2 separate regions of the Larimichthys crocea genome follow, and region 2 is linked to region 1. The links are chromatin contacts, called in public Hi-C maps. All regions are on one chromosome and are shown on one strand. Each heading gives the region's core, a stretch centred on a gene start, on an enhancer-like site or on the middle of the called end of the contact. The rest is flanking DNA. Distances are from core to core; before and after follow the strand shown.

What was found. Hi-C and Micro-C count contacts between places; a contact is called where the count stands out from the background.
Region 2: a Hi-C map of muscle shows a contact between it and region 1, with 5 times the contacts expected there. The contact joins the promoter of pex14 here to the promoter of ciroz in region 1. A contact is called at or near these places in 3 of 7 Hi-C or Micro-C datasets (all in muscle).

Annotation. Positions count from the first base shown.
Region 1 is chrXV:18,488,019-18,490,718 of L_crocea_2.0, forward strand. ciroz (ciliated left-right organizer protein containing ZP-N domains) reads left to right here and starts at 1,271. Exons shown (of 12, transcript XM_019254443.2): 1 at 1,271-1,436; 2 at 2,287-2,402; 3 at 2,481-2,563; 4 at 2,643-2,700. The coding sequence starts at 2,365. It overlaps tardbpa (TAR DNA binding protein a), which reads right to left and starts at 1,140. Exons shown (of 7, transcript XR_002041567.2): 1 at 388-1,140.
Region 2 is chrXV:18,757,293-18,759,992 of L_crocea_2.0, forward strand. pex14 (peroxisomal biogenesis factor 14) reads right to left here and starts at 1,364. Exons shown (of 10, transcript XM_019254445.2): 1 at 1,175-1,364; 2 at 24-74. The coding sequence starts at 1,210.

The sequences.
Region 1 (2,700 bases), core at 21-2,520:
GCAGCATAACACAACAAGCAACACAAAAGTACTCATTCAATTTTGGAGGCATCTGTGGTGCTGTTGAATTGTTTTGCACTATACTGAGAGTTATCCCAATATTTTACATTTATAACCAAAGATTTGACTAAACATATTGTACATTTATTTACATCTTCTACTATTATTTCTATACTTGGTTGGCAATAAATAAGCTTTTGTGATTAGAAACACTTGGACAGGGCTGACAGGCAGCAGTGAGGACAAAGAATAAAGCATCATTAGATAGCATTAGCATTAGTTAGCTCGGTGTACCTAGGTGTTTACCTCATATTTTTGGGGAATAATATCACATATTATGAAAGATGGGAACAGTTCAAGTCACGTAGCACCCACCACCTGCCTCACCTTTGGGGTAATTGACCACATAGACCAAGTTGCCCCAGTCGTTCTCGGGTGCATGCAGGACACCCTCCACGAGCCGGACCCCCCTCATGCACTGGGACTCCAGGTTCCGGTACCGCAGCCCGCACGCCCCTGGAAACTGTGCCGCTACCGACGACAGCAGAACAGTGCCGTCGTCCTCCGAGGGGATCTCCATCGGCTCTTCGCTTTCATCCTCAGCCACACGAATGTACAACTCCGACATGGTCTCTGAAGGGGGAGGGGGGCTGAGCAGCTCTGGCCCGAGTGCAGTGAGCTGACGGAGCTCGGGTTACGGGTAAACACGATGCACACGAGTTAGCGGCGGCGATCCTGGCTGAAGTTACTTCAGTTAGCTGGGTGACGCAACTGTAATGCAAGGGCAGATAAACAAGCTGTGTGCTCACTCCCCGACAACTCTACAACAAGTCTCCAGCAGCTAAAAGGCTCGCGGTCATGGATGTGTGCTCTTCTCCGCTCGCGGCACGCGTAAACAAGTTAGCCCGCCAGCTAACGAGCTAGCAAACTCGAGACAGCCTGAAAAATGAATGACCACACAGTTTCGCGCTGTGTTCATTGACAACAGACACGCGAGGGCTCCTCTCGTCTACGGGCGCGTTGCCGGAAAACTTACGCAAATAGCAAAATCGACAAGCGACCTTATCCCTTGAAATTTAGACACGAAATGGTCAAACTAGGATAATCTGTGCAGCCGTGCGGGGCTCACCTCTGCAACCTCAGGCTAGCTAACAAAATGGCTGCGCCTCTTCAAGGGATGACATCATCTGGTTGGGAGGGCGCACTGTTAGTTTTTGTGGGGGTGCCAAAAGTTAAAGTTGAACACGTTTAAAGACTAGATTAGACTTTAGATCACCGGCCGTGGCTTAACTTGTCATAAAAATAGCGTAAACGGTATGTGGTTAACTTTATTCGTCGTGTCGTGTTTGAAAACTTGCAACTAGCAAAGTTTGAAGCTCCTTATTCACCCTTTGAAGTCGAGACATAACGGTTCACCTTAAAAGCCCAAACAAAAGGTGCGCACTGAGAAATAATATTAAAAATATAATTAATTATATTGTGTTTAATACACTGTATAAACACTGTATAAACACAACATGATTAATATAGATAGATTTTACACATTATATGAAATAAATATAACGTATTAATATATTTATATTAAATAAATATTATAATATATATTTATATAATATATGTATTTAATACTGTTGCCCATACAATTGGAATCAAATATATTTTTTTACCTCTTTACCTCATGAAATAATTGTGACAATGTGATTTATTCTTGATAGATAAAGTAGTACCTTTATCGATCAGTCTCTTTATGGTTTTCTCTCTGTAGTATATTAGTTTAGTTTATATTATATTCTATATTTTTGTCTTTTTATTTTACATTGACACACATATTTTGTACAAATTGTTCAAACCCTCGACTATTATTTATTTTTGCATACTAACTGATAAACATAAACTTTCTTATACTTTGCTATTACAAGAGTAAACTTGTATTATTCCTTATTGTTATCAACTTTATAACAATGCCTATAAGCTAAATTTTTATTTAAAATTTTAGTGGAGACCCCTACATTTCCAAAAAAAATATGTCAGGATACTGTGGCATGGCATGAGATCATTATTAAATTATTAAAGCTACTTAAGATGAAATAAATGAAGCAAACTGGGTTGAAATCATCAAAAATTATTTTATGAAGAAAGCCTTGACAAATTAGAGGCTCTACACCTACCTTAAACCCTTTTTGTCACACATACTGGAGACAGTGATCATTCTTTGTGACCTTTTTTGTCACTTGTTTTTAACGTGTCAAAGCAAACACACCTGTTTTGTTTTTTTCCCCTCCCCAGTGACATCATCCCTCTAACTGTACCTACAAATAGGTTAGGGTCAGAGCGCACACGGGTGTTGTCATCAGTGGAAGAGGCATGGGTCAGATAAGATTTGGCATCCTACTAAGAGCTATGTGAGTAGAATAAACTTGTACATAAAGTATTTTCACTGTTTTCCAAATATAAGCTAAATTTTGTATTCTTTTCTACAGTCTTTTACAGTGTTTTGTCACAAGGAATGTGTTTTCCATTCAGAAAAGAGAATGGATTGATGCCCCAACCACAACATTAACAGGTAAATCTACAATATGTGATGTCTGTGGGTGTTATCAGTGCTTTCTTGCATATGTGAAAGATTGTACTTGCATTTTCAGAAGGAGATGTGTCATGTTTTTCTGACTACATGGAGATGTGGATCCACAGTGTGAGGAT
Region 2 (2,700 bases), core at 114-2,613, 270 kb after region 1:
TGTATTAAATACTGGATCCTTACCAGTGCTTCTCTGGGGGGAGCTGCTGCATCATCTCCAGGTAGAAGGCCAGGCTGAGAAGATAAACAAACACTTGTGTTAGAGCGCCATCTAGTGGAGGACAGAGGCTCTGTGGATTTAATACAGCAAGGTTGGGATAGCATTTACAGTGAGCAAATCTATCCATCTAAATATATTGTTATTCATCTATCAACCTCACAGACTCATGCTACTGAAATTAATTCAACACTTGAGGTACATCTTATATTTGAAAGCCTCAAACCTCTAGCAACTTGTCAGTCTGGACAAGTCCATGATCATTTCCTGCATGCAACTAAAACTAGTTATGTAAATGTGAGATCACACTGAAACTGGCCATATGCACTGCATTAGTCTAGCTCTCTTCAGCCCAATTTGAGATTAACAGTAAAGGAAATAGCAACACACAATGGATACATGCATTATAAAAAAGGTATAGATATTTTTGGAAAGATATATATATTGCTCATGCACTATTGTTAGGCAGGTAGTTAGTAAAATGTTTTGTAAATGTTTATCATGCATGTGAAGCATGAATTCAGCTCCTCAACTTTGTTTCCTGCTCCACCTGTCTCTGTGTTTATTTGACACTAGGTTCACCTCTGAATGATTCATGTCTGTCCCATGCAGCTTTAACTCTGCTCAGCACAGTTTGTATGCACGTAAATGTAAATGTAGCGCACATGTAGCAGAGGTGTCGAGCTATATGAAGCATAACTTTCTATGCTTGTCAACAACAGCCAGGCTTGTTTGGCTAGCCGTGACCTTTCTACATTTCACCATGAACTGTGCACAACAAGACAGAGACGAGGCTTCATGGTCAGAGAGAAGCACGCACATTTGGTCATTTAGTAGGTAACAAGCCACAGCCGAGTTCTGGCAACGTGTGGTAAAGCACAGGAGTGTCAGCTTGGCCTTTCGTGTCTGAACGACACGATGTCTGAGAGGAAACTTTGGAAACAGCCAGGAGCTAACTAGCGTGCTAACTAGCAGGCATGCTAACCCTCCGCTAGCCGGGCTACAACAATAACTTTAAGTGAAATGGTTTCATCCGAGGGTCTGGAGACAGAAACACGCTCCGGGAGGTCACTGTCATGTGTGGACATTAAAAGGTGAAAGTTGTAGTTGCATAAACCTGTGTTGGTGGATCAGGTTGGTCGGTGGATGCCATCTTCTTCTCCTTCTTTGGGTTTTAAACTGCAGCTGTCCTCCGTGTCGTTGCATTTACTGCCACCCCCTGGTCTTCACTGCTTCATTATATTCTTTTAATTACTCCAGTTGAGATCTCAAATATCTCAGAATACATCTTCCCTACCTAGATTTCACACTTTTTTTCTTAATCTCTTACATGTTCCACTGTTTCCCTTCCTCCGCAGCTACATTGCCCAATTGGATGTTTGCAAAGAATTGTGTGCATTTATAATAAAAAGTGTACTGTTCAAATTGCCGTGTCCTGTTATTATTCTACCCATAATTACTTACTTTCTTACTTACTTATTTCTATCCTGCTATCTCCACTGCATCCTACCTCTCCTACTTCGTTTTGTATTTTATGTAGATGTCTCTCTCCCTTTTGTCTGATTCTCACAGTATTGTTGCCACTGCTTAATTAAAAAACTCTGTTTTTCCTCCCTCTGATTTCCTCCCACCTCCTCTTTTCTTTGCAATCTTGCTTCCCTTTTCCATTTCCTTGAATTTCTATATGTGCTGGAATCCACATGAAAACTATTTCTTACTCCTGGTGTGCTGACTGATCCAGTTTAGATGCTTAACTCACTTCAGATGACTATTTTTCTGCCTGTAATGTCTTCCACCCATTCTAATGCCAACAATATTGCACATAATTATACTGCAAATACACTTAAAAAGTTTGATGCTCACTTTGAAACTGTAATCTGATGACTGGGAATCACCACTGCTGCCCCCCTTCGTTCTGTTACTGGCTCTTTTGACCCATCTGTATAAATGTCAATATACTCCACATAATTTCTGTCTCTATATAAAACTCCTGGACTAGTTCTGCTGTTTCATTTCTCCCCTAATATTCCACATCTCCAAGTCTACACATGCTTCTTGTGTCATCCACTCTGGTCTCGGAGTCCACAGAACAGTTCGACCAAATTCTGTCTGATGTACCTTTAGTTGTTCTGCTACACGCTCCCCAACCCACCCAAAACTTGTTTTCTGCTCTTTCCCCCTTTCCCAGCAACTCTCCAAAACTTCTCACTATGTCCCTTTAGATGTATCCAATAATTAACTGAGTTGTTTCCTTCAGAGCCACAATGCAATACCGATGCAATCTTCCTATCCCTTGTTTGCTACTGTTATATGTTTTTACTCAAATGAATAAAAACTCATATTTCTAGAGAATCAATTGTGGAATGAAGAATTGATTTCACTTGACAAAAGTTAAAAAAAAAAAAGAAAGAAAGAAAAAAAAGTGATTTTATGAACTGATGTTTAGGTCAAAAGTTAACAACATTATTCATCATTTTGAGGACAAAGATAAAATAGTAAAATGAGGTGGTGAGATATTTATTTTGAAAGCCAAACCATTAACCTTCTTTTTTCTTCAATGACAGCATAAGAGTTATATACAGCAGTAGTGTATATATCTTATACTTTACTGTTAGAGGCTGCTCGACGCTCGATTACTTTAGT